Regions from separate parts of the Sus scrofa genome. Here all the other regions are linked to region 1. Evidence: chromatin contacts called from public HiChIP or PLAC-seq data. All regions are on one chromosome and are shown on one strand. The core of a region is the stretch at or near the end of the contact, and the rest is flanking DNA. Distances in the headings are between cores, read along the strand shown.

The links. HiChIP or PLAC-seq counts read pairs in DNA pulled down with a chosen protein or histone mark.
Region 2: an H3K27ac HiChIP or PLAC-seq map of skeletal muscle shows a contact between it and region 1. The contact joins the promoter of IRF2BP2 here to the enhancer-like site in region 1. A contact is called at or near these places in 2 of 5 promoter capture datasets (fetal liver and liver), 4 of 47 Hi-C or Micro-C datasets (embryonic fibroblasts, fetal heart ventricle, heart right ventricle and 1 more) and 2 of 2 datasets of contacts at active chromatin or transcription factors (alveolar macrophages and skeletal muscle).
Region 3: an H3K27ac HiChIP or PLAC-seq map of skeletal muscle shows a contact between it and region 1. The contact joins two enhancer-like sites. A contact is called at or near these places in 2 of 2 datasets of contacts at active chromatin or transcription factors (alveolar macrophages and skeletal muscle).
Region 4: an H3K27ac HiChIP or PLAC-seq map of skeletal muscle shows a contact between it and region 1, with 4 times the contacts expected there. The contact joins two enhancer-like sites. A contact is called at or near these places in 2 of 47 Hi-C or Micro-C datasets (embryonic fibroblasts and epiblast stem cells) and 2 of 2 datasets of contacts at active chromatin or transcription factors (alveolar macrophages and skeletal muscle).
Region 5: a contact with region 1 is called in an H3K27ac HiChIP or PLAC-seq map of skeletal muscle. The contact joins two enhancer-like sites. A contact is called at or near these places in 6 of 47 Hi-C or Micro-C datasets (embryonic fibroblasts, fetal liver, liver and 3 more) and 2 of 2 datasets of contacts at active chromatin or transcription factors (alveolar macrophages and skeletal muscle).
Region 6: an H3K27ac HiChIP or PLAC-seq map of skeletal muscle shows a contact between it and region 1. The contact joins two enhancer-like sites. A contact is called at or near these places in 3 of 47 Hi-C or Micro-C datasets (embryonic fibroblasts and skeletal muscle) and 2 of 2 datasets of contacts at active chromatin or transcription factors (alveolar macrophages and skeletal muscle).

Annotation. Positions count from the first base shown.
Region 1 is chr14:56,305,777-56,310,339 of Sscrofa11.1, forward strand. No RefSeq gene overlaps it. Among named protein-coding and RNA genes, the nearest start is that of TOMM20, 190 kb to the left of the region's middle. Within about 2 kb of position 1,800, at least 22 of the 83 cell types and tissues checked have an H3K27ac peak or open chromatin away from gene starts, as enhancers often do. A contact at or near this core is called in alveolar macrophages, fetal liver and skeletal muscle, where this site is marked.
Region 2 is chr14:56,543,466-56,548,028 of Sscrofa11.1, forward strand. IRF2BP2 (interferon regulatory factor 2-binding protein 2) reads left to right here and starts at 2,327. Exons shown (of 2, transcript XM_021074288.1): 1 at 2,327-3,421; 2 at 4,059-4,563. The coding sequence starts at 2,419. LOC110256820 reads right to left here and starts at 2,420. Exons shown (of 2, transcript XM_021073692.1): 1 at 2,015-2,420; 2 at 1,547-1,953. The coding sequence starts at 2,420. The coding sequence ends at 1,547.
Region 3 is chr14:56,514,489-56,519,051 of Sscrofa11.1, forward strand. All of the region lies in intron 1 of LOC102158473 (a long non-coding RNA gene), which reads right to left. LOC110256878 (a long non-coding RNA gene) reads left to right here. Exons shown (of 3, transcript XR_002338951.1): 3 at 1,464-1,898. Among named protein-coding and RNA genes, the nearest start is that of IRF2BP2, 29 kb to the right of the region's middle. Within about 2 kb of position 2,378, at least 10 of the 83 cell types and tissues checked have an H3K27ac peak or open chromatin away from gene starts, as enhancers often do. A contact at or near this core is called in skeletal muscle, where this site is marked.
Region 4 is chr14:56,474,462-56,479,024 of Sscrofa11.1, forward strand. It overlaps LOC102158473 (a long non-coding RNA gene), which reads right to left. Exons shown (of 7, transcript XR_002338950.1): 5 at 4,165-4,563. Among named protein-coding and RNA genes, the nearest start is that of IRF2BP2, 69 kb to the right of the region's middle. Within about 2 kb of position 1,945, at least 28 of the 83 cell types and tissues checked have an H3K27ac peak or open chromatin away from gene starts, as enhancers often do. A contact at or near this core is called in alveolar macrophages and skeletal muscle, where this site is marked.
Region 5 is chr14:56,152,535-56,157,097 of Sscrofa11.1, forward strand. No RefSeq gene overlaps it. Among named protein-coding and RNA genes, the nearest start is that of TOMM20, 42 kb to the left of the region's middle. Within about 2 kb of position 2,702, at least 54 of the 83 cell types and tissues checked have an H3K27ac peak or open chromatin away from gene starts, as enhancers often do. A contact at or near this core is called in alveolar macrophages, fetal liver and skeletal muscle, where this site is marked.
Region 6 is chr14:56,450,680-56,455,242 of Sscrofa11.1, forward strand. No RefSeq gene overlaps it. Among named protein-coding and RNA genes, the nearest start is that of IRF2BP2, 93 kb to the right of the region's middle. Within about 2 kb of position 2,237, at least 76 of the 83 cell types and tissues checked have an H3K27ac peak or open chromatin away from gene starts, as enhancers often do. A contact at or near this core is called in alveolar macrophages and skeletal muscle, where this site is marked.

The DNA.
Region 1 (4,563 bases), core at 550-3,049:
CAGCCCTCAAAAAACAAAAAACAAACAAACAAAAGACAAAAACAAAATCACCTGGAATTTGTCAGAGATGCACATTCTCAGGCCCTGCAGTTGAGGGGTCAGGGGTGGGGTGGGGCTCATGATCTGTTCTCACAAGCCCCCTGCCCCCCACTTCCCCGAGGGAATTCTGATGCACAGTAGAGCTGGAGATCCTCTGAATTAGAGTATCTTTCAGAACCGCTTGTGTTTCAAGGTCATTTCTTTGGCCTGTTTGATACGCTTGCTTGTGATTTGGGAGAGATTACTCTCAAGGACCGTCGAGGCTTGGCTGACACCTGTGAGTTGGGATGCGAGAAAGGGCCAGGGGAGTGCCATCCTCCTCCTCGTGTAGATGAGGGTCTTTGATCCACAGATCAAGCTTCTGGGCCTTGCTTTTCATCCCCAAAACACACACACACACCACACACACACACACACACACACACACACACACACGCCTCCCACCCCAAGGAGGGCTGTTCTCCATTCCCTGGGCATCGGAAGAGTGCAGACGGACCCTGAGCCTTTCTATTCCCTGCCAGGCCAAGTAAAGCTTCTCTCATCTTGGATCTTGTGGAAGATCCAGCCAGAGCCTGGTGAAGAGGGGCTCCCTGATGACCAGATATGCTCCAGGAATGAATTCCGCGTACCGTGCCACCAGGGCAGCCAGGCCAGCACTGCGCCTGAGCCCAGACAGCGTTCTGAGTACCATATGGAGGCTGTGATGGTGGGGAAACCTGATGCCTTGGTGTTGCCGTGTTCTGACCAGCCGTCTTCCAAAGAATGTGAGCTTGCTTTCATGTGGTTTGTTGTCAGCCTGCTCACAGAATTATTGAAGGAGGGCGCATCCAGGCAACACATGGCACTTGACTTTGAGGTCTATGAGCAGCTGCCCTTCCTGAGGGCCTACTGGGTGCCAGTCACTCCACAAGAAGCATGAAGTGTTTAGAGACTGGAATGGCCTCTGTTCTGAGAGCAAAACACTTCAAACAACTGCCCAGAATTTTGCAAATATCCAGGTACTTGGCGTTTTAAATGAACTTGGCATCAGTGTGAGTCTTTGACATTTCACCTCTCTTTTTGAAGGTACCGTGATTTCAGAGTGAGGCCAATCTGGCTTTGCTTTTGGCTCTGCCACTCATTAGCTCTGTGACTTAGGGAACCTCCCTGAGCCTCAGTTCCCTTTTATCTTCAGTGGCGATAAGAGTCCTTGCAGAGCTATTGGGGAGATGACAAGAGATCCACCATGTCTGGCACATGGTCCCTGAGCTGAAGTTGTTATTTTGGGGTTTGCCTCTGGGCAAAGCATTGGAAAGATAATATATCTCATTCATGGAAAAAGAACTTTGACGTAAGTGTTCCAAAATGTTAATGGATGAAAGATGAAAAGTTTTCACGACTAGAAAGGAGAAATCCTTCCAGCAATGTTTGGGTTTCTGGTTTCACCGTATCTCACAACATACCCCATGGTGATTTCCATACGGCAGTCCTTCTGGACCCCAGGTGAGGGACATGTGCCCACAGCTGGACCCTTGAACCATCGTCCAGCCTGTCAGCCAGCCGAGGAGCTGACTCAAGGCGCCGAGCCTGGCCGCCGTTTCCTCTGTGACATGTTTGTCTGGATCACTGACTGACACCGCTGGGAGCTTTGGCCCGCTGAGCAAAGAGTTCTAAGAACTACTTCTTGACTTTTTACTGTGATCTCATAGGTCAGGTCACTTTGGGGTGGAGCGTGTTGTCCAGATGAAAGGACGTGAGAGACAATGTCCAGAGAGTTTCACGGGCTCTGCAACAGAAAGGCGTTGGTGCAGAGCGACTCTGCCGAGGCTGACGGCTCAGACCCAGGCCTGGCCGAGGGGGGCTGTTTGTAATTCCTGAGGGCCCTCAGCAAATCAGGCGCTTTGAACGCGGAGATGGGAATTAGGCAAAAAGAATGGAATGGGCGACTCTTAAATATTAACAGAACAGCCCAATAAACTTGTCAAACCTTTGATTTATTTATTTTTCTTGTCTTTTTAGGGCTGTACCTGCAGCATATGGAGGTTCCCAGGCTGGGGGTGGAATCGGAGCTGTAGCCACCGGCCTACACCAGAGCCACAGCAACATGGGATCCGAGCCATGTCTGCGACCTACACCACAGCTCACGACAACGCCGGATCCTTAACCCACTGAGTGAGGCCAGGGATCACCTGGAGGCCTCATGGATACTAGTTGGGTTCATTACCCCTGAGCCACAATGGGAACTCCACCCAAGACTTTTGTAAAGACCCATGGAGGCTTCTAGAAGATCATAGAAGCCTATAAGCCCCTCCTTCCACCATGCACTTAAGGACTGTGTCTGCTCCATACAGGACCTTTGACCTCTCAGATGTAGAAACAGAACAAAGGCTTGAACATAACGCGGAAATATTTACCCCTTTGGAGTAATTGTGCGTGCCTTTATTTTGGCCTTGCTGAAAAGAGCAATATCATGTTTAGAAAAGAACATTTGCAAAGAAGAAAGACCTGGAACAAACCACAGCCTTCCTGAGTTGTTGACAGCTATTATTCAGTGGAAACCAAAAAATATTGCAGCATTGTTTTAACACGAACATTGGAAGTGGCTTCCTTCCAGGGCTTGGCTGATGTAGGTACCTGGGATCCGCAGCCAGAGCCTTCTGGGCTGTTTTGACTTTTTCCCCGATGGTGCTTGTTGATGCAGCTGTGGAAGAGTCTGGTGTGTATCCTGAATCTGCAATTGCTTCCTTCGATGGGAGTCAAATGTTTCCAGGGTCTGTCACTGTGTCTTCCTGAAGTGCTGCCTGCACCATTTCCAGGGTTTTCGCTGTGTTGGGGAAAAGCAATCTTTTCACTGTGGAGAAGCTTCTCGAGGTTTCTCAGAATCAGAGCGGTAGGTGTGGCCAGCAGATAGATTTTAGTGAACCAGGGAAATAGGAAGCTAGGAGGAATCTGGAGGCATTTAAGAGAAATTGAAGAATTCCTCTTCCAGGAAGGAGTATTCTTCTCTATCATCAGTTTTCTTCTAAAACCGGGCAACATGCAACTGGCCTATTTTGAGCTCTCGATGTCGTGTCACGGACCTGCACACCCAGCCTTGAAGCTGACTCACCCTGTGCCCTGCTGAGGTCATTTCATGTCTCGTTTTTCCCACCAATAATGGGGTTAATAACACCTGCCCCCAGTTTGTGAGACTCCAATGAAAAAAACATATGCGAAAGTGATTAGAAATCATAAAGCACTTTCCAAGTGAAAAGCAAGCCACGAGCCTTGGGGTGAGCCTCCTGCCCACCCACTCTGGAAGGGGGGACCCAGAGGTGAGCCCGGGTGTGTCGAACTCCTCAACCCCCTGCCTGTGACTCATCTCTGATGCATATTATCATTTCTCTGTGACAGATGACAAAAATGACTGGGGAAAGTGCAGTTTGGGAGGCCTGGCGGGGAGGCGCTATAAGAGGAGCTGAGATGACCCTCACTCTAGTCATCCTGGCTTAAATGTTGCTTCCTCCAGGAAGTCTTCCCTTAGCTCCAGGCTCCTGGGTCTGACCACACTGCATTGGAATTGCTTATCTAATTGTCTCCCCTGCATTCCACGAGGGCAGGACCATACATTCCACCAATCTCCGCTGCATCACCTGTTCCTAGAACACAGTTCTCAACCCCTCACTAGCTGTGTGACCTCAGTTTTCCTATCTGGTGAATGGGAATTTAAGTCGCCCTCATGAGGTTCGAGTGAGGACGGATGGAGCCCGTGGAACAGAGGCGCACTGCCTGCGGGGTGCTCAGAGAAGGGGCCTGTCTCACCCCGTGAGGTCCTGGGGGCAGCCAATCTGGAGGGACTGCTGTCACTGGGCTGGTGCTCCTTCTTGGAATCTGGATGTACTACTGCTGCCGTATTTGTTCTTCGAAAACCCTTCCATTTCCACTTCTTCACAGATGGACCCTTGATCATAGTCAGGTGCCCAAACCAAGCAACCTTCAGGCTGAATTCTTTGAATCTGTGTTCACTTGTGTCAGCCTATTGAGCCAGAGCGTTCATGGCTTTCCCTTGAGGACAATGACATTTGACCAACTGGTTTCGATGCAGAATTTGGGAAGTGAGAATGGCATGTAATTTTAAGTTTGAGTAAATGTGTCTACACAGGGGCTTTGTGTGTAGCTCTGGCACTGGGTGTACAAGCTCTCCTAGGGACACCCCCGAGGATCCCTGGGAGAAAGTGTCGGGCCAGCCTGGAGGAGCCTCACCTTGGGCCCTCAGGTCAGAGCTGGGGCTTAGGAGCCCAGGGCATATAAGGGATCTGGGTTGCTGCAGGGTGGGCTCGTCTGTGGTGTGGAGTCCAAAGCTGGGAACAGAGAAGGATGCAGAGCTGGGGAAACTCCAAAACGCTGAGAGGAGACCCAAGAGGGGGCAGACTGTGGCTCCAGGGAAGGTTTGGGGAAGGGACAGAACGAGGGGAGGGGAGGGATCTGGAGGTGTCGCCTGGGGCCACATGTGTGTGGGCTCTGAGGGGGGCAGAGAGAGGCTTCTCCCCAGGGGAGCAGCAGAAC
Region 2 (4,563 bases), core at 1,077-3,576, 240 kb after region 1:
TCCTATTTTTCCAAGCAGGAGAGGGTGAGGCAGGACTATAATTGCAGGGCAAGATCCGGGAACAGATGGGGAGACCTTTATGGCAGGCGCACCCTCTCTGGAAATCCCCAAGAGAAGACATTCAGGGTTCGCCTATAAAAACATTTAAGTCTGGCATTACGTTTTCTGTGCCATTTTCAGACAGGTTTTTTCTTGTGCTTTAAGCAGCTCCCTCCACTGTTTCTCTAAGGGTGTTTTTCCTCTTCCTTGTGGTTAATCCTTTGAAGCAACCTGGCATTTTCAATAGCAACAACTAGAAAAGAAACGTCAGCAGGATTTTTCTTCTCTCTCCACCTACCAATCCAGTTGTAGGGAAGATAATATAATTAGTACCCTGTTCTTCCCACACTTAACCAGCTCATTCCAGTATCAGGGAGAGATGTGGGCCTGTTTTCCAACAAAGGAAGCTCCCAAGGCCGCCCTTACAGACTTGAAGTGTAAAAGTCCCAACTGCGAGTGACTAAGCCAGCGTCTATTAGTCAGTTAAGACTAACGACCAGCCAAAAGTAATTTACCATAACACACGCCAGCTCCTCCTCCCGATAAAAGTGTGAAACTCAAGTGCTCATTTCAGTCTGGGCAGAGTCTGTGGCGGCCTACAGTGGCAGAGCGCGGCCAGGCTCTGCGGCCACATCTCGCCTTCGCGCCAGGCGGGTTCGCACCCACCGGGGTTAAGCCCAACCCGGGCCTTGCCAGGGGCGCAAGGCTGCCACTGCCCCACCGCGGCGCCGGGGACGCCAGAGCAGCCAGCGGGGTAGCCGGTCGCTCGCCCCCACGGCGGGCGCGGGCCAAGCCCCGCTGCCGCTCGTGCCCGCGCCGCGCGCCACCTGGAGTCCAAGTTTGGCTCCGAGAGGCGGGGTCTGGAGCAGAGTCGCGGCGGGGGCGGAGCCTGCGCGGTGACGCGGCCGCGTTGGCCGCTGACCCCGGATCCCTGGAATGTGCATTCGTTCAATGGGGCCGCCAGTGCCAGCGGCGCCGAGTCACGTCCGCGCGGAGCGTGCGCACTCGGTGGCGGCGCACGCGGCCCCGCGCCCACGTCACGCGCCCGCCGCGCGGGCCTGCAGCAGGCGACCGGGATCCCCGCGTGGCCCGGCGGGCTGCGGACTGGGGAAGAGGGGGATCGGAACCTCCTCGGGCAGCGTACCCGCTCGCTCCCGGAAGGGCTCCGTAGAAGGGCGGGTGGACGCGGCCCTAGGCTTGGGCGCGCACCCTCCTGTTGTAAAAGTTTAGGGGACCGGCGGCGCGTGTGTCCTTCCCAAGACATGCGGGTGTAAAAGCACTCACCGAGGAGTTCAAATAAAGCTCCTTACAAAACTGTGAACAGCACTTGACTGAAAATCCCCATCCTCAAGATGCTACTAACAGAACCAGGTTACAGAGTGGCCTGGCTTTTCAAAACATGAGTTCTAGCACGGTTTGGCTCAAACAGCCCTAGACGAGAAGGAACTGCCTGAGCAGTCGAGGGAGCCGAGCGGGTGGAGGAAAGCAAGCCACACCAGCGACGGCTTCACGTCGGGGACACGAGCCGCGGCGCAGGCGGGTGGTGCTGACCCGCGGGCGGGCGCCGCGGAGCCGGCTCTCCCGGCAGCGCTCGTTCTCTGGCGGGGGGAGGGGGAGGGAGCGGGGGAGGGCGGGCGCGCGCGCGCGAGGGGAGGGGGCCCGCGCAGGCGCCTTGCGAGGCTGTCGAAGAATCAAGTCTGTAGAAGTGGAGCGGCCGCGGCGGCAGCAGCAGCAGCGACGGCGGCGGCGGAGCTGAGGCGGGCTGGGCGCTGAGGCGGGCGCTGGAGAGCGGCGACGCCAGGAGCTGTGAGAGAGCAGCGGAGCGACCCGGGCCCGTGCCGCGCCCGAGCTCCACGCCGCACGGCCGCCGCCGCCGCCGCCCCGGCGCGGCATGCCCCGCCGCTCGGGCTGAGCCTGCCCCGGCGGCCGCCCCCCGCCCCCCGCCCCCCCGGCCTCCCCGCCCCCCGCCCCGCACTCCGCGCCGGCCGCCGCCGCGACCTGCTGCGCTCCCCCGCGCCCGCGCGGCCCGTCTTCGCCCCGGTCTGGAGGCCCGCCGCGGCCCCGGCCGAGCCCCCGCCGCCGCCGCCGCCGCCGCGCCCGCCGCGCCGCGCCGCCCCGCCGCCCACCCGCGCCCGCGCCGGCCGGGGGGACGTGCTGCCGCGGCTGCAACCCCTCGCCCCGCGCCCGCCGCCCCTCGTGCACCGGGGGCGCTGCGCGGGCGCCGATCCTTCGCGGGCTTTGCCGCCGCCGCCGCCTTTGCGGCCGCCGCCGCCGCTGGTGGGGGAGACGCGGGGTTGGGGGGGGAGGAGGGCGCGCGTGGTGCCGGCGGGGAGCGGCGGCGCCCCCTCCTCCTCCTCCGGCGCCGCGGGCTCCTCGGACATGGCCGCGGCGGTGGCGGTGGCGGCCGCGTCCCGGCGGCAGTCGTGCTACCTGTGTGACCTGCCCCGCATGCCCTGGGCCATGATCTGGGACTTCACGGAGCCCGTGTGCCGCGGCTGCGTCAACTACGAGGGCGCCGACCGCGTCGAGTTCGTCATCGAGACGGCGCGGCAGCTCAAGCGGGCGCACGGCTGCTTCCCGGAGGGCCGCTCCCCGCCCGGCGCCGCGGCTCCGGCCGCCGCTAAGCCGCCGCCGCTCTCCGCCAAGGACCTTCTCCTGCAGCAGCAGCAGCAGCTCGGCCACGGCGGCCCCGAGGCCACCGCGCGCGCCCCGCAGGCCCTGGAGCGCTACCCTCTGGCAGCCGCCGCAGCCGAGCGGCCCCCGCGCCTCGGCTCCGATTTCAGCGGTAGCCGCCCGGCGGCCGGTCTGGCCCAGCCGCCAACGCCGCAGCCGCCGCCCGTGAACGGCATCCTGGTGCCCAACGGCTTCTCCAAGCTGGAGGAGCCGCCGGAGCTGAACCGCCAGAGCCCTAACCCGCGGCGCGGCCACGCCGTGCCTCCCACCCTGGTGCCGCTCATGAACGGCTCGACCACGCCGCTGCCCGCCGCTCTTGGCCTGGGCGGTCGCGCCGCCGCCTCACTGGCCGCCGTGTCCGGGGCCGCGGCTGCCGGGCTGGGCTCGGCGCAGCCGGCCGAACTGGGCGCCCACAAGCGGCCGGCGTCCGTGACGAGCAGCGCGTCGGCGGAGCACGAGCAGCGCGAGGCGGCAGCCAAGGAGAAGCAGCCGCCGCCGACCTCGCACCGCGGCCCGGCAGACAGCTTGACCACCGCGGCCGGGGCGGCCGAGCTGGGCACGGAGGGCGCGGGCAAGGGCCGCGGGCCCGGCGATCAGGACTGGGTCAACAGGCCCAAGACGGTTCGAGACACGCTGCTGGCGCTGCACCAGCACGGCCACTCGGGGCCCTTCGAGAGCAAGTTTAAGAAGGAGCCGGCCCTGACTGCAGGCAGGTTGTTGGGTTTCGAGGCCAACGGGGCCAACGGGTCTAAAGCAGGTAGGGGCGGCTGTGGAGTGAGGTGATCTCGGGGCGAAGAGGGGACGGAGAGCAGAGGAGGGGGTGCCCTTCCCATTCACCATTTCTCCCCCGGCCGGCCCAGAAACAACAAACACCCAACTTCCTGATTTGCCCGAGGCGGAACCAGTGCTTAGTGGCAACGTGTTCCTGTGCTGAAGTAGCACAACAGAGATGAGTCAGACCGGGCTGATAGGCACTGACACCGGGTTTTCCTTTCCCAGCACATTCTTGGAGGAGAGCAGGAGAGCACCAGTCACCTTTTAACCTGCTGGGGGACGTTAGCAGTCGTATGCCCGGTTTAGCCGGGCTACATGCTTGCGTGTGTCAGAATAGGCCGTTGTGTAGGAATCGTTTTCTGTGGCTTTTGTGTTTTTGAGTGGCATACTGCCTCAGCCCTGTAAGTTAAGTGTTTTAAGTTACACGTGCTCTTGAAAGCTCACGTGAGTTTTTATCTACCAGCTTTCAGAGAATAAAAATGCTTTAGCGAATTTTGTTTCATGTTAGTAAAAGGCCTTTCCGGTGCACCTTTATTTATTTTCTCTTTTCCCTTTTATTTCTCTTTTTCCAGTTGCAAGAACTGCAAGGAAAAGGAAGCCTTCACCAGAACCAGAAGGTGAAGTCGGGCCCCCTAAGATCAATGGAGAGGCACAGCCCTGGCTGTCCACATCCACTGAAGGGCTCAAGATCCCCATTACGCCTACATCCTCTTTTGTGTCTCCACCACCACCCACTGCCTCACCTCATTCCAACCGGACCACACCGCCTGAAGCGGCCCAGAACGGCCAGTCCCCCATGGCAGCCCTGATCTTAGTTGCAGACAATGCTGGAGGCAGTCATGCCTCTAAAGATGCCAATCAGGTGCACTCCACCACGAGGAGGAACAGCAGCAGTCCACCGTCTCCGTCCTCTATGAACCAAAGAAGGCTGGGCCCCAGAGAGGTAGGGGGCCAGGGGGCAGGCAGCACAGGAGGACTGGAGCCAGTGCACCCCGCCAGCCTCCCGGACTCCTCTCTGGCAGCCAGTGCCCCGCTGTGCTGCACCCTCTGCCACGAGCGGCTGGAGGACACCCACTT
Region 3 (4,563 bases), core at 1,128-3,627, 210 kb after region 1:
TATTATTTCTCTGTGATCAAAAATTGCCTTGGATATATTGAGAATACTTTTATGAGCATAAAAATGACTGAAGGAGACTTGAAATATTTTTCTCTCATGTCAGTTCAATCCACAGAGCTATTAAAATTTTCAGAACTTCAGGGCACTGAAGACATATATTATCTGAATATAAGCATTTGGTTAACTGATAACCAACCTGGTACAACTGGTTAGTGGGTAGGTTGCTAACACTTTCTATGTTTTCTATTTACACAGAACTGAGTTTTTGCATCACCTCACTTATCCAGAAAACAGTTTAGAAACAAGACATTCTAAAAATTAAAACAAAACTTGAGAAATAATTTTCTTACACATATACTTTTCTCGTAGGAGAAATGGCCCTTAGGCCCAGACTCAAAAAGTAGTCATGTTTATTGTACACACAGCCCTAATCATTGTGATTTTCTCAAGTTCATGCCCAGAGTACTTTAGAAATAGAAAATGAGAAGTAGGGAGAGGGTTTCCTATAGACAGGCATATTAGCAAGAAGTAACTGCTGACACCCTAAAGAAGGGAGGAAATAGAAAAGTGTAAAAAGCAGACAGAAGAATTCTAGAAGGCCCAGTAACGTAGGGCCTCCTAGTATGTCTGCATATATACCCATCTACCTCCACTGCCTAAGCACACGACTTTATTATACAATAATATCAGAACGGGTTCTCATTATGACAATGTCAGGACCAAGAAAAGAAAAAAAGATGTTAAATAAAGCCTCCAGACTCTTTCAGAAAGCTGGAGAGGTTGAATTGCCTTTTTGGGGGGCAGCACCTGCATCATATGGAGGTTCCCAGGCTAGGGGTCTAATGGGAGCTGTTGCGACGAGCTTACACCACAGTTACAGCAATGCGGGATCTGCGACCTACACCACAGCTCAGGGCAACACCAGATCCTTAACCCACCAAGCGAGGCTAGGGATGGAACCTGCAACCTCATGGTTCCTAGTCGCGTTCGTTTCCACTGCGCCACGACGGGAACTCCTGAATTACACGTTAGAAAGTTTTCTGCTCAAAATGTCTTTCCTTTCCTTTCTTTTCCCTTCCTTTTCTTCCTTCACTCCTCATTCTTTTGCTTTGAACGTCAAGCTCTCAATGGCCCAGAACCCCACTCTCTAGAACGGTTACTTTCTCAAAGAGAGATGGGATTTCACGGTGGCCATGCTAATAGGTGCCATATATAGATGTGTGATTATTACATATTGTGTGATTAGTATTAGTTCATATCCTTTAAAAGTCGTCTCATAGTTGTTCTATTTCTGAACAGTTGAACCATTGTTAAAGATACTTTTACTTGGAAAGAGAAGAAACAAAGCAAAACACGAATGGAGGGGCTAGGTTGGAATGAACATCACCTTACTAGTGCAGCGGGAGGAGGGCTTACTTAAGGAACACACAAAATTTCACTGTCTCGCTGGTTTGTACTTTCAGCCCAGCTCACAGACAGACCTCCACAACGGCTCACTGCCACCAGAGCTTTTCTTTCAACTGATGAAAAACTGAAAGAAAAAGCTAAGTCTCCTCCCCATGTGATATAGAAGAGATGTTGGCACATTCGCATTTTCATAAGGAAAAACAAGTTGAACTGCGGCAACTCTGGAAGTCAGTCTCATCAACTGCACCCTCCTTTCGCACACGGCAGACTCCTGCGCGCACCCACACTCCTTACGTGGGAACCTCGTCATGTATGGAACGTGTAATATCTGTCAGCGCTGCCCTTTAATGAGCGATTCCTATGAGCCAGGCAGGGGGTCAGAGGGCAACATGCCCCCTGCCTCCCGTGAGGAAACTGAGGCTTGAGAAGTTTAAGCACATGTTTTTAAAAACATGAAGCTCACAAAAAATAGAGATGGCATTTTATTTATTTATTTATTTTTGCTTTTTAGGGCTGCACCTGCAGCATATAGAAGTGCCCAGGCTAGGGGTCAAATCTGAGCTGCAGCTGCCAGCCTACACCTCGGCTACAGCAATGTGGCATCCTTAGCCCACTGAGTGAGGCCAGGGATCGAATCTGCATCCTTATGGGTACTAGTCAGCTTCATAACTAGCTGAGCCACAACGGGAACTCCTTCCCCCTTCACCCCATCCCAAAGTCACTTCTTAACCCACTGGGCCAGGAAATCTCCCAGCGAGGCTTAAATGTTTATCTCTGCCAATGACTCTCATTTTCCCAAGAGCAGGGAGGGTTGGGAAAACAGCCACTTTACAGGTAAAGACCTGGGATGTGCAGTGTGATCACCAGGCACGCTGCTGCCATGTGAATGGGCACGTGGCCTCTCTGAGTGTCTGGGAAAGCCACATGCCAGGCCTGGGAAAGGCCACAGTGGGAAGAAGGCACATCCAGGGCGGGTGGCTTTTGCAGCAGAAACCACCTGCTTAGATGCCTCCCTGCCACTCAGAGGCTCTCTGCAACAGTGGGGAAATGTTGCCAGTCAGGCGCATGCTTTCCAGTGGCAGCTGCCCGTTAACAAACTATAGTGACCTTGGCAACACGTCCTGAACACAGGCCACCGGCGTCATACAGCAGTCCTCTGTGACGCAAGGGCACAGCCAGCCCTGACGACTGTTCAGGGACTGGGCAGGAGAATTCCAGGGCCCCTGCTTTTTCCTACTTTGAGATACTTAGAAGACGTAGATAAAGCAACTGGAAAACAGAAATGTGTAAACTGGAGAGAGAAAGGGAGAGGAGAAGGGATTGACTTTGGAAATCATCAGCCTGTCCAACTAACATACAGAGAAATATAACAACCATTGATCAAAGTATCAAGTTGTCAGCGCTTAAAGAGAAGGCTATGAAAGTCCAGAGCTGTACAGCTGTATAACAAACCAAGCCTCTTGGACTAACCGAACTTCCTTCCGAGACAAAACAACAGAAAATGAGGCATCCAGGAGATCATGATGGGAACTTGCAAAAACTTTGCCCCATGCTTCAGTGAGGCTGGGCGAGCAGGTGAGCCTGGGTCTTACACACTTGGGCAAGGCTTAGATTCCTTGGCAGTTTGCTTGGGCAAATGTGCCCAACCTTTAGGCATGTCTCATTCCTCAGTGATATGTGACATTCACGAGTACCCATAACAGGATCTTCTTGCCATCATTGTCCAGACAAGATGGGCATGATTTCATTTTGGGCATGCATTCAATGGCCAGCACATAAAAGGGGGTAGATAAGCATTGGTCGAGTGACTCACACGGGCTCTGTAAATATTCGTTCATTGACTGAGTCATCAATGAAATAGTATTTAATCATAATTCTCCAGCTCACTACATTAAAGCCAAAACTTGGTGTCCACGTTTCTTTTTCTTCTTTTTTCAATGGCTGCACCCATGGCATATGGAAGTTCCCAGGCCAGTGACTGAATCCAAGCTGCAGCAATGCTGGATTCTTTTAACCAAATGTAGCAGGCCAGGGATAGAACCCGAGCCTTCGAAGTGACCCAAGCCACTGCACTCAGGTTCCTAATCCACTGCACCATAGTAAGAACTCCTCGGTGTCCAGGTTTCTGACTTATGGAGAAAGAGTCTATCATTTTAAAGGAATATACATAAATATAAGAACCTTAAAATTAATATTTCTGACATTAAAAAGTAATACAGGCTCACTGTAGGAAAATCTTAAAATACTAGAAAATGTAAATAACCAGAAACAATCGCTTGTAACCTCATAATCCTGCCACGAGAGATAATGAGTTAACATTTTGGTGTAGTTCTTTTCAACCATTTTCTATACATATACATAGACAAACTTACACATTTAAAATTATAACTATGTGGACTATTTCATTGTGAATCTGCCTTTTTCAATGCTGGGCATTTTCCTTTATCAACAACTATCTCTGAAAATATGATTTGTAAATATGTATACAGCATTCGTCACATAGATGGACTATGATTTATTTAACCATTTTCTTATTTTTGTACATGGATTTTGTTTCCAACTTTTTCTATATTATAAATAATGCTTCAGCCAACATACTTATTTATAAATCACTTTTGATAATATACTTATGATTATTTTCCTAAGACAGCTATCTAGAAGCAGAATTTCGAGAGCAAGGGATATAAGTACTTTCACAGCTCTTTTGACACAGTTCTTAAAAAAAAAAATTTTTTTTTGTCTTTTGTTTTTTTAAGGCCATATCTGTGGCATATGGAGGTTTCCAGGCCAGGACTTGAATCGGAGCTGTACCCTCACAACAGCCACAGCAATGCAGAATCCAAGCGGCATCTGCAACCTACACCACAGCTCACAGCAACGCCAGATCCTTAAACCACTCAGCGAGGCCAGGGATCGAACCCATGTCCTCATGGATACTAGTCAGGTTCGTTAACCATTGAGCCATGACGGGAACTACTTAAAATATTTTTTAAAACTCTTTTTACCACATGTAAGGACTAAGATCTAAAGGAAGTTATGGGGAAATATGACAGGTTTTTGGTTTTTAGTTTGCTTGTGTTTGCCTCATTTCCGTTAGCTCAGGCCAGGGTAGGGATTTGTCATCTTTAGAGTTGAGAATCCCTGCTGCTCATCAAG
Region 4 (4,563 bases), core at 695-3,194, 170 kb after region 1:
ATCCATCCTGCAAGCCCTCCCTCAGCCTCTGAAAATGAAGGGTTGCGGCCCTTTAAAGGATGCTCTGCCACCTGACCCCTCGCCAGCCCCTCCCCCAGACCTCCTGCTCCCTGCCATCATTTCCACTATTTTGAACTTTCAATGCTGTCTACTTGTTGGCTCCTTTCCCATGTCCTTGGAACATGCCAAGGACATCCTGCTCTAAAAAACCCCTCTCAAATGACTGCTCCATGTCATGCCTTCCCTTCACCATCAAGCTCGTTTTTGAAGAAGGGTACCTTCATGGCCTCAAGGTCCCCTCCTCCACCTGTTTCCCTGCCTCTGAGATTCAGCGTCTGCACCCACCCCGCCTCCCCAATACATGGCTCTCTCATACTCAGAGCCGCTCTTGGGACATGCAGGATCCCTATGTTTTGGCCTTGGGACCTGCCAATCACCTTCTGTGGTGACCGTCTACACTCCTGGCGGATGACCCCCAGATGCAGTCTCCAGTCTTGATCCGGATCCTGGGGTACAGAGGCTGTATTTCCAGTGACTCCCTAACCAGTCTATTGGGTCACCCCGTGAAAACCTTGACACTCAACTTGCCCCAGAGGGACCAGCCCCTTCCTTCTCCAGCCTGCCCCTCCCCTAGTCTGCTGGTTTATGTTACCAGGCGCCTTGCCAGGCCGCCTCCAGGCTAGAACCTCAGGATTATTTTAGATGCTTCCTTCTCCTTCCTGCCTCATAATCAGTTGCCTCCTAATCATCTCCTAAATCTGCTATCTCTTGTCATCCTGCCCCTGATCTTTGCAGTCTAGCTGACCCATCTACAAGCTTAGTCCTGGCCTCACCCCCGCCCCCCCCAAGCTGTGAGTAGTAGCAATTTTAGGCAAGAGCCCCAGCTTCCGCTTCACTGGTCTCAGCTCTCTGCTTCCTGATTTCTGCTTTGTGTACCCCCCCACCAACACCAGCCCCTGCCGCCCCCACTTGAGTTTTCCATTTCTGGCCACTCAGGCTCCCCTGGTTTTAGATTTCCAGGTGCTTTTCCACAGTGACTCTCCACCTGGCTTCTACTTCTGGTGTGAGGTATCAAGTCACACCTACTGTCGCCTGGGTAACATCTTGGTCCATTTCTCCTCCTGTGGAGCCTACCAGCCAAGCCGGCCTTGGGTCTCTCACCTCTGTGCTGTCACAGTAACGTTATTCTCTGCATGCCTGTTCTTTCACTGGACTGTAAGTCCCCTTGAGGACAAGAAGGGGCCATTATTTCCTTGCCTCTGAGTTTCGTTCCAGGCACAGCGTAGGATTAGGAAAATGGAAAGAATGTGGTATATACAGGAAACATTTAAGAATGATTCAAGGCAATCCATGTCCTGGAGAAGGACAGGGAGGGAGGGGCTGCTGTGGACTGAGTCAGTCTAGGAAGCTGGATCCCAAGCTGAATGCAGACATTGTAATTATATGCCCTAAAAACAGGAAAGTGCTGCTTACGCTGATGAAGTCTATCTTTGAACTCCGCCCAGTGCCCTGAATTCTCCACTTACTCTGTTACCTTTTCTTAACCCAGCTGGGATGACTAGGGCCTGTAAGGCCAAGAAGGCTGTCATGAGAGGTGTGGCCCAGCCAATAAGGGGCCAGAGGCCAGCAGCTTCCTGCGTGTTAGCGCCAGGAGTGTGGGAGGCCGTCTTCTGTTTACTTGGGGACCTTGGGACCTTGGGGCTTCGCTTGGCCCCAGAGGAGCTCAGAAGTGTGCATCACTCCTCTGAAGACACATCCAGGGAGTGTTTGATTGTGACTTCTCCCTAGAGCCGGCCTCCAGCCAAATGTGAATAGCCCTTGTAGAATCCTGGCTGGTGCTCAAGGCCTTCTTGGGTTTTTCCAAAGAAGTGTCCTGGGCCTTCTCATTGGTTTCTCCATTTACTGTTTCCTGTCATGCTATCATGTGATTGGAAGTGCTGTCCTTAAGGCTGTGTCCCTTTGGTACCATGAGCTCAAGCTCTGCTCCCGCCTAGCCTCACCCCTAGCCAATCCCTTTGGCTGAAAGATCCCTGGACTTCCCTGCAGCATCAGCCTGGACTGCGGTTTTCCCTAAGACCCTCTGCTAAGCTGTGCATTACAGGTCGGGGAGGGCCCTGTTTGGATCTGGCTCATTCTGAAGGAACTCCGGCCCTTAAGAAGGAGGGGGGGTCATGCTGGCCATCTTCTCAGTTGAGTTTTGGCAGCCTGGCCCTTCTTCATCACCAGTCCCTTCTTCCTTTGGACCACTCCACTTGCCCAGCTGCTGCAAGTCCCAGATGTTCCAGAAGAGCTGCTAGGAGCTGAGAGTTTGTGTGGGCAGAGAGACACGGGCCAATCCCACCACAAGCAGTCTAAAAAAATGGTGCCCAAGGGAAAGCATGTCTTGACTTTGGCCCTCTTCCACATGGGTCTGTCCCCTCAAAGATGCGTGTGCCCCCTGGATTTCACTGAATTCTTAAGCTTGCCGCAGAGGTATTTATAGCCCAAGAAAGTTGCTCAATGGTCTTATTCATGGCCTGCATGCAAGCTCTCACGAAACCCTCTGCTGGATTCCTTGGTTCCTGGAAAGCCTGGGTGAATTTCACGCAAAAATCATTTGAGCATATAGTCGCATATTAACGTGCGTGTTCAGAAGCCAAAATCCAAGTCGTAATAGGGTTGCTCACACTTTGGGATTTCCAAACCTAAAAGAAGGCTCTTTAAAAAGAAAGAAAGAGGGAGTTCCCTAGCAGCCTAGTGGTTAAGGATGTAGAGTTGTCACTGCTGTGGCTCAGGTTCGATCCCTGGCCAGGAAACTTCTGCATGCCATGGGCCAGACCAAAAAACCAACCAACAAATAAATAAAAAGGAAGAAAGAAAAAAAAAAACAATGAGACAAACACATAAATAACAGAAAACATTCTAAGATTCTCAAAAGCTTCTGTGTCTATATTCAATGCATATCCAGGTAAGTGCTTTCTTTCCTTGCCTGACCCAACCTTGTCTTCAGCAATAGACAGATTAGATGGAGAGAGAGATCCAAAGGGAAAAAAAAAAAAATCGCAGTCTTGCTCTCCTTAGAGTAGTTCATCACGTTATGGAGAACAGCCCAGCTTTTTCACATATACTGAACTTGCTAGGTGATGGCTTGGAATTTGTACCCTCTCAGTTGATACAGTCACCAATCACCCTGAGTGAATCCTGGAGACATCAGTCCCTTGGCAAATGTTCCGGGGATAATGCAATTCATTAATGTGCCACTGGGCCGGCTGCTATGTTAAGCCAACCCGGGCCAGGTCACCTTGAAGAATTTTCATGGCTTTTCCGCAGTCTGGCAGCAGAGCCTGTCCTGACCCGTCTTCTTCAAGCCTGTGGACTTGGAGCTGCCCGCCTAGTATGGAGGGGTCCAGAGCCTCGTTCTTCGTCCTGGTTCTGTGCCCCTCAGCCATCTTTCAGTCCCCCCTGCTCCCAGGCTGCTTTCCAGCTGCATCAACAGGGGTTCCCCCCAAGAACCAGTCTTAGATCATCTATACATGGCTGGGCCTGCAAATCTTGACAAAGCACTTTCTATAAGCCACATGAGCGGGGGCAAAAATAACAATAATAAATAATGCCTCTGAGTCATCCATTAACCTCTGCGATGCCGCCTCCATGTCAGCTGTCATTTGCTAACAGTGTCACCCAGAATCCCTGACTAGGCCAGACAAGCTTTGGCATGTTCCCTCCCCAGCAGCGCTGAGCAGCCTCTCCTCCCTGCCCATCTGTCCTCTTCTGCCGGGCCGGGCCTGTTTCTTTCATGACTGCTCTGAGCTGGGCCCACCTGATTCTCACTTCCATGTCCATGAAAGTTTCCATATCCTCTGTTCCCCTCCGGTCTTGCCTGCAAACCACAGTGTTCCCTGCTTGATGATGCGCTGCTTTGCTAGCCTGCCTTAGGAGACTTCTGTGCCCTGGATTTTTCCAAAGTCTCTGGGTGGGGTGTGTCTTGAGAAACCTCCACCCACCAGGGCCATGGGGCTCCGCCCACCAGGGGCGTTGCTGCAGAACCCAATGGGCCCGTGCCTCCCTTTTCCCACCTGGCTTTGCTCTTGCTTAGCTTGACTCTCAAGGCTTATCGGGACGTTCTTCTCTCTCTAGGGCCTGGACCAGAACAGCCTTGGTAATGAACACACATCAGCAACTCACCTACAAATGGTGGCAAGGTCTTCCTCTCCGGGAGGCCTTGCATTTTAGTGAGCTGAGCACATCAAGCCAAACGCAGGCCTCATTTGCAGCCTCTGGTCAAAACCACCAGTCTGGTCCAGAGCATCATTTCATCCTGCAGCTTCTGGTCTTGCTCTGGTTCTCGGCCATCTTGAAGCATAAACAGGGAAGGAGGGGCCACGTCTGCAGAGTGCCACTCACTTCTCATGTGGTTCCTCAGCCTCTGGGCTCAGAGGCCCCCAAAGCATTTCTTCTCTCATTTTATGAATTGTGTACCACACGGCATTTGGTCACCCAGCGTGAACCCGGCCCATGGGGTGCTGAGGCTCCCACAGGGTTGAGATCATGGTCACTGGGCCTTCTATACCTGAGGGGAAGTTG
Region 5 (4,563 bases), core at 1,452-3,951, 150 kb before region 1:
AGGAGTTCTTGTCGTGGCACAGTGGAAATAAAGCTGACTAGGAACCACGAGGATGTAGGTTCAATTCCTGGTCTTGCTCAGTGGGTTAAGGATCTGGCATTGCTGTGAGCTGTGGTGTAGGATGGCAGCTGCAGCTCCAATTGGACTCCTAGCCTGGGAACCTCCATATTGCACAGGTGCAGCCCTAAAAAGCAAATTAAATAAATAAATAAATAAAAATATGTAAAAAACAAAAGAAAAAATCTAAAATGTGGTTTTCCATCCACTGAATTGATTTCAGGGTCCCCCATTAGGTTGCAACCCTGAGTTTGACAAATGCACATATGCCTTGAAAGCCTTTTCTCAAAGACAACCTGTGACTTCTTGGTCTGTTGTGGAGTAAGGCACAGAACTTCTCTAATGTAAGGTTTAATTTAGGAAATACCCACTTAAAATTATGATTTCTTCAAATTCTACGAGCTGTAAGTTCGTACTGAAGGGATTTTTGCAGCTCTGATTTGAACCCTAGCCTGGGAACTTCTATATACCACATGTGTATCCCTAAAAAAGCAAAAAGCAAAAAAAAAAAAAAAAAAAAAAAAAGAACCACTTGTGGAGTTCCAAGGTGAAATGATTTCTTTTCTTTTTCTTTTTAGGGCCACACCTGCAGCACGTGAAAGGTCCCAGGCTAGGGGTTGAACAGGAGCTGTAGCCACCAACCTATGCCACAGCCACAGCAACATGGCGTCCAAGCCACATCTGCCACCTACATCACAGCTCACCACAACGTGGATCCTTAACCCACTGAGCGAGCCTAGGGATTGAACTCGCATCCTCATGGACACTGTGTGTTGCGTTCTTAATCTGTCGAGCCACAATGGGAACTCCAAAATACATTTCTTTTTCTTTTTTTTTTCCTTTTGGCCCTCCTGTGGCATATGGAGTTCCGGGCCAGGGATCACATCTGAGCCACAGTTTCGACCTAAGCCGCAGCTGAGACACTGTCAGATCTCTAACCCACTGTGCCGGGCCGGGGATGGAACCTGCGTCCCAACGCCCCCAAGACGCCGCCAATTCAGTTGTGCAACAGTGTAAACTCCTCCGTTGGCATTATTATGGGTTTACTTGAGGCACTATCTTCCCCAGTTTTTTGTAGACCCTTCCAGGGAGACGTATTTGGCTGCCGGGAGAGGCCGGCCGCTGTCAATCAACAGGGCGCCCTTTGCAAAGCCAGGATGCCTCCCCTCGCGGGGTCAGCTGGGGCTGTCCAGAGACTCTGCCTTGCACCTGCTCGCATGGCCACTAGATGGCACTGTTAGAACTGGAGAAAAGAGGCTGCTTCCCCTGAAACCGTTTTCCCCGTTCTAATCCTCTCCAAACTGTCATTTCCACCCATCTCCTTCCAAACAGAACAGAACGGAATCCTTTCATAGCCTGTTCCAGGGGCTATGCCCCCCACCCCGTCCATTCCTGGCTGCGTGCAAAAAGATTAGTGGCCCCCTCTGCCCTCTTTCCTGCCTTCATGCTGCCAATCCTTGCATCCTATTTTCGTATCTTTATCATTCTGTGTGTTGTGGGGGCCTCTAGGGTTCGGGGCAAATTATGGGAGGAGAAAGGGCAGTGAAAAACTTCTAAGGAAATGGGGACCTAAGAGAGAAAGCAGAAGTGCCTGCATTCCTTCTGGCCGCATGACTTGTGTTCCAGAAGAAAGAAGAAACCAGTGCTGCGTGCAAGGAGGCTGCGTGGAGAGGGGTCACTGGAGGTGGGGGCGGGGGGGGGGAAGGGAGGAATGTGCAGAGCGCAGGAAACGGGCTCCCGGGTGGCGGAATCTTGGCATCAGTTTGCGTGGCTTAAAGGCTTTCTGTTCTTGGCTTCCCAGCTGCCGCTGCGTCAAATCCCCCTGTACCGGGTCAAGGGTGGGAGGGGGCGTGGTCCTGGACGACACTCGCTTCATCCGCTGCTTTTGGCCTCTGGTTTTCAGCTCTGGCTGCCTCTTTCTCTGCTTGGGAGATGTGAATGCAGGGCAGACTAGAACATCAGGAGCTGGAGAGCTGAAAGCACAGCCGCCCGCCTCCCTTACACCCCGACCTCAGATTCCCCAGGCTGCCCACCACTGCCGCAGCTCCTTCTTCCAAAGGCAGGAGAAAAACGGCACCTCTTGGGAGGAATGCCCTGTGAGAAAAGCATTTTCCTGGGAGCTCCCATTGTGGCTCAGTGGGTTAAGAACCGGTTAGTATCCATGAGGATGCAGGTTCAATCCTTGGCCTCCATCAGTGGGTTAAAGATCTGGCATTGCTGTGAGCTGTGGTGTAGGTCACAGATGTGGCTCCAATCCTGAGTTGTTGTAGCTGTGGCATAGGCCGGCCGCCAAAGCTCTGATTCAACCCCTAGCCCAGAAACTTCCATGTGCTGCAGGTGCGGTCCGAAAAAAGAAAAAAAGAAAAAGAAAATAAAAAGGAAAGCATTTTCCCCTAACAATGGCCAGGAAATACTGTCTTAACTGATATTCTCTAGGATGAGGATGTGTGCTGCCCTCTTGGCAGAGCCATTTGAAGGTTTATTCAACCACTCAAACGCCCAGGAGACACAGTTCCCAACCTCCCAGAGGCCCACACAACACACACACACACACACACACACACACACACACACCACACACGCACGGGGTTGGCCAACCCTGACTTTGAATGGGGACTGGGCCAGCTCGCCCAGCCCGCCTGCAGGCAGGAGGTCACTCTGCTGACTCAGGCCCAGGCTGGGGCAGGTGCCTGCCTTCAACCCTTGAGTTACATCAGGCTTTTCATCTTCAAAGGGCCTTCCCCGGATTAACCCATTAGTCACCCCCAGGAAAGCCACGGAGCAGGTTATTCTCATCCTCATTAAGGCCGTGGTGGGGTGGGGGGAGGCGTGAGGCCCCGCCCCAGGCCAGGGAGAGCTTGGCGTTGGGTGCAGGGGGGCAGCGTCCCTGGGCGACGTCTCTGCTCGGTCAGGAGGCTGGAGCTCCTGACCAGGCAGCAGCAGGCAGAGCCATGGAGGGGCGAGGGGAGGAGGTTGGAGAGTCTCGGAGATGCAGGCACTTTGACACAGGCTCACCCACTGCGGCTCCACCATCTGCTCCAAGCAGTTCAGAACCCGATGATGTTGATGGGACTCCAACAACCCTACCTTCCAAGCCATCCAGGGATTCGAGAAAGGCGCCTTGGAACACTTCCTGCGTCTGCAGGAGGAGTTCCAATGAATAAAAATGATAAAGTACTGGTCACTAAAGCACCTTGCAGATCAAAAGTGTGATGTGGATGCTGAGAAGGGCGAGGCCCCACATCCCTCCAGGTCATGCTGTGCCGTGGGTTTGTCTTCCTGCTGGGGGAACGATGCAGAAGGTTAGAGAGTTTTAGGAGGTAAGTCTGTGCCCTGGTGACAGAATGAGGAGCAGAAGCACCTTCTGGAAGCCAGACAGCAGAGCAATCCTCTCAGTCAACCTTGTCTGCAGCTGCTTCTTATAAATTTGGCATAAATATGTGCTTGGGAACGCCAGGGCGGCGTATCTGGAAAATATTTTCTACCATTCGAAAACACACACACACACACACACACACACACACACACACACACACGCCTGGAAAGGAAAAAAAACCATAACAGAAATTGTGCATAATACAGAGTGGCTTCACTTGTGGTTTTTTTCCATTACTTCCTCAGTTCATTTTTCTGCTGCCAATTTTAGAAGGCCATAAGTCACAGTTGTTGTTAAACTTTGTCAGTTAAAATGTAACTCTAAGAACAAGTCATGAGACGTTGGAGCCAAGTGGCTTTTTGGAGAGCAGGGCTGGTGGGAGGCAGCCTGTCTCCGCTTCTCAGGTCTTCTGTGCTGTGTGTTAACAGTCGTGCCCATAAGGCAGTCCTGGCCCCCTCGGGCCCAAGTTCTGTCACCGCTCCCAAGGGCCACCTATCAGAGGAAATGAGGCTTTTCAGCGTTGGCTCTGTGTGACTCAGGGACACAATGCCCCCACACCAGTGCACCGCTTTTCTTTCTCTTAGAAGGGACTGGAGTCACTTTTCTCATACACGTCCACCCAGCAGAACCAGAAATCAGGAGGCAGGGAGTTCCTGTTGTGGCTCAGTGGTAATGAACCCGACTAGGATCCATGAGAATGTGGGTTTGATCCCTGGCCTCGCTCAGTGGGTTAAGGATCCGGCATTGCCCTGAACTGCGGTGTAGGTTGCAGACGTGGCTCAGATCCCATGTTGCTGTGGCTGTGGTGTAGGCTGGTGGCTACAGCTCCGATTCGACCCCTAGCCTGGGAACCTCCATATGCCATGGGTGCAGTTCTAAAGAGAAAAAAAAAAGAAAGAAGAAATAAGGAGGCAAAGAGAAGGGCCTGGTTGGCTGAGGCCAGGACTGCCCAGTGCCCTCACATCTCCTTGGAGGAGCTGCAGAGTCTGGGGTGGGTACCTCTGTGCCATAGGCAGCTGGACTGTGCCGGGCTGGGAGCCTTCGAGGGCAGGACCCTGAGCTTCCCCAGCAGTGCTGGCAGTGAAGGCAAGGCCAGGGAGGCAATAGCGCTTACAGAGACTTGTGCGTAA
Region 6 (4,563 bases), core at 987-3,486, 150 kb after region 1:
TTTCTGCTGTTTCATACATGCAATGTCAAATTCATGGATCCAGAGGCAAGAGGAGGCCCTGGGAGGGCAAATCCTCCATTTCATGGTTACCCGCCAACCCGCAATGCTGGAGGGATGTCCAGGAGCCCTCTGGTTCCCCCACCCCAGGAGGGAAGAGACTGTTCCCCCCACCACTCGCCCTTCTCCACTTCAGGACTGCGGAAGACAAGGCTGGATCTCTGAAAACAAAGGCCCAGAGAGTCAGATTTCCACCCTTATCCAAAGTGCCATGGCAGCTTCAGACATCCTGGCCAGAAGTGGCTTTGCAGGCTGCCCCTCCAGGAAGGAAGATGAGCGCCCAGGGTCAGAAGGCTGTGAGGTTTCATAGGCTCAGACACACCATTACTGTGACCTCAGTCTCTCTTATGCCAAAATGGACAGGGAGCCGTCTGACTCAGTGCTGTTTCTAGAAACTCGCCAGGGAGCATTTTCCTTCAAGTCAGCTCAGAACACAGGGACGTGGCCCAGCCAGGTCCTGCATGGGGTGGCAACTGCAAAATCCATGGCACCCTGGCCCCCATCAGGGCCACTCTCCTGATTCTGAGTCACCAGTTAAGGCTAGGGGACAGGAGTTGCCCTTGTGGCTCAGCAGATTAAGAATCTGACTAGTATCCATGAGGGCACAAGTTTGATCCCCGGCCTTGTTCAGCAGGTGGAGAATCTCTGGTGTTGCCGTGAGGGGCGATGTAGGTTGCAGATGCAGCTCGGATCTGGCATTGCTGCATGGTGCTGTGGGTCGGCGGATGGAGCTCCGATTCGACCCCTAGCCTGGGAACTTCCATATGCTGCATGTGCAGCCCTGAAAAATAAAGGGAGAGGGGGGCTGCTGCGGTCCTCCTGCTGACTTCTCCCCTGATGCACCCTTGGCTCTTTCCTCCCTGACACCACCACTTCCAGCCCAGGACGGGGCAGTGAGCACGCACACTCCTGAGGGGCCATGACCCCTCTCAGAGGGCCCGCGTGGTCCATCAGAAGGAAACGTTTCACAGTGAGGCCGCTGCGGGCCTGGGAGAGCAGTCCCTGCCAGAGCCTGGCCTTCCTCCAACAAAACGGCCCGGTTCGCCCCTGCTGCAGAAACTTCTAGAACGAGAAGAGGCCCTTCCCAGCATCCTGCTGCACCCAGGGCTAGGAGTGTCAATTTATACAGTGAGGGGAGCCAGCAACCCAGACCCCGCTTCTACGTCACCTGCCAGCTCTCGGTCTGGAGACTTGCCTGTGGTCACCATGTGTCACCTCCCAGGAGATGTTCCACTTTCCAAGCAGGTGAGACAGGAACCCTGTTAAAAATAGCTGGCTGGACTCTTCACAGAGTCCCCCTTATAAAGCAAAACCACTGGCGCTCCTCCGTCCCTGGCCTCAGGTTCCCTCTGGGACTGGGTGGGCCTGGTTCCCGCTGCACTGAACCATCACCACCACCACCTCCCCCTGCCAGTACGCTCTGGTGTGGCACCCCAGCACAGTCCAGCCAGGAGTCACCGCTTGTCTGTGTCCCAGCCGCCCACAGGGCCCTTGGGCTGTGGCCACTGAGCAGCTTTTGCTCCCTGGGTTCACCTCGGTGACCGGGGGCCGCTGGGACGGTCCACACCCTCTCCCTGCCTTCCTGCTCCCTTTAGTGTTTGGCGGGCCAGGCTTTCTGGAGCTTTCTCAGAACTGTGGATGCATTCCCAGTGGAAATCATGACATTTTCCGTTTCACATTACGCACTCCACAATGCCTCAGGAAAAGAGAGAGAGAAAGAGAAGGAAAACAAGGCCTGGGAGCCAGCCCCTCTCTGTCAACAGCCGGGCCAGGCCCTCTCTGTTTATCCTGGAGTCACCTCCCGGAGCTTGACAGCCAGCGCTCCGTGTTTGCTCCTTCCGTCGGAGGACTGATGAATAGGTGACCTGCCTTTTCTATCTGCTCCTCTGCTCCCGTGGCACCTCTGGGCCCAGGCATGCCTCTCGACTTTGTTGTGTGTGGCTTTTTTTTTTTTTTTGAAACTTTACTTTCGACTGCCATGGTAACTGCTGCATGTTTGGCAAAGGGAAAGAGGAAAGAAAAAAAAAAAAAAAAAAAAAAAAGCTGGGAGAGAAGAAAAGGAGCTCTCAGCGCGGGGCTGGCGGCCGTCCAGGGTAATCATGCCGCAGAGCTGAAATGAGGCCTCTGGCGGGCAGCCAAGTTACAAAGAACAAAGCTGTCAGTTCCTAATGTTGACGGCAAAGCCTGCTTGGCACCCTTATATGGTTTCCCAGAACCCCCTGCCTTGGCCGCCATCCATTCCCTTCAGGGCAGCAAACAGGATTAGCCCAGCGCCGAGTTGTTTTTCTCCCTCTCCTCCAACTGTTCCAATGACATCATCCCCGCTGCATTCATTTGCCAGCAGGGTGGTTTTTCTCCCTCTCTCTCCACCTCCCGCCCTCCCTCGCTCCCTCCATCTCTCTCTCACACACACCTCCACTCCCACTTCCTTCCTGTGGCCGCTCCCCGCGCCTCTGCCTCGCTTTAAACGCAATGTTTTAGGTCATTCCCCTTGTCCGGCATCCCTGCAAAATTAAAAATGCCCTGGTGCTCGTACATTTCGCTGAATCAAGCCAGACGTTGTATTTTATTTTTATAACTGAATTCCTGTGAGATAAAAATCTCATTTTCCTTAGCAGGCTGTAATCAGCACTCGCAGGGCTGTGGTTTCCAACTGCCTCGTCTTGTGCTTCCTTATGAAGCTCCGCTGAGAAATGAATTTGGCTCCCATTCAGGTTTAAAGGGCCCGAGGCCGGTCATATGTTGCTCGTTCACACACACACACACACACACACACACACACACAAAATGTGTGCACAAAGACCATTGCACACGTGCGAGCACCTGCACACACACCCACAGCCACGCAAACAAAGGGTACAGAGATACCCACTGAGACAGACGGACACGCAATCAGCACCCAGGGTCACTCTTTTCCTTGCAAGCAGGAGACCAGGTGAGTAAGTAGAAGCCAAGAGCGTCTCCCCCGCCCCTCCCCCAAGGCTGGTTTCAACCAGCAGGCAGGCAAGCATTATGCAACTAACGGCTGGGTTCATGAAAGGAATGGAGGTTCTCCGACTGCACAAATGGGCCCCCGCCCCCCCACCTCACTCTGATTCATGAACTAGTTTTCAGATTCATGAATCACTCGGGAGCCAGCAAGAGAAAAATGAGTAGTATTGATCTCATGGCGATGGAAATGGACTCATTTATGGCCGTGCTGGGTGCGGACAGCTTTCCACCAGCAGACACTCGTCAGCGTCCAAGGGCTGCAGGAGGTGCCTCCACCTGGAGGGGGCAGGGATGCTTGAGGGCTTCTGAGGAGGCTCCCCTCCTCTGATTGTTTAATGGACATAGAGAGACCTACTGGGACATGGACTGTGGCTAGACGCCTCTGTTCTCCTTGGGTCGGTCAGTGGCCCTCTTTTGAGTATTTGCCACCTTTTTTCCTTTTTTTTGGTCCACTTTGAATGAAATCTTTTAAGAGGCATCTCAGAGCAAATTCTTTTCTGGATTTCTGGTGACTTCTCAAGGACTACCTAAAATAGAAATTCACCTTCTACTAGGTGAATTTAAGTTCAAGTTCAACTAGGATGTCTTGGGGTTTGCTTCTTTTGCAGCTTTAAGGCAAAGAGGTAGCTTTGACACTTTTCAGCCCCTTGCACGTTCTTCAGCAGAGAAGCCCTGGGGATACAGACTCTCTAGATTTGGAGTGATCCCATTTATGTCAGGAAAGGCCATCCTCCCACTGGACGAGTGTCATCATACAGATGGGGCTCCGGGATTTCACAAAATCATTCTTTTCCTGCCCAAATGGAGTGATGGTGCTCTGGACTGACTTGGGGAGGTGGGCACTGAGCTGGGGTCTGGTGGCATCACAGACAGGGCCCTCCAGTCCCTGGCAGGTTTGTGAAAGGGGACACTGCTTTCCAAATACTTTCGTTGGGCCCCTTGAGTTTCAACTCAACCACTTTCTCTCTTGACACATGCCCCTCAGCCCAGTCCTGCTCAGCTTGTTGGACTCACCTTCAGGGGTGGGGAAAGCTTCCTTTCCTCTCTAAAACGCTGCAGTTGAGACTGTCATGGGTAAGCAGATCATGATGGCGATTGGCTCTGATTTGCAGCTTTGAAATGGGATTTTGTGTGGTTTTCTGTTCCCAGGTCTCTCCAACCACCCCCACCCTCCCAGCTCTGGGAGATTTAAAACAACCAATTGGACATAGACTTTTCAGAAACTGAACAAATGTTGGCAGCCAACCACCAGAAAAGGATTCGATCCTGAGCTGCATCATTTTGGATCAGGGGTTTGGAAATTAGATTCTCGCCCATTGACTTCAGATGGACAGTCGCGCCATCCAATGCATTTAACTTGGCAGGGATTCTGCGTTGTGACCTTGCCCTCATTTATTTCTGCAGTGCCCAGAGAAAGCGGGAGCAGCCCCGAGAAGGCCGAAGAAGATGCATTTGTATGAATTTCAATAAGCTGTGGGTGCAGAGGTGGCAAGGGCGGCTTGGCATTTCATGAGG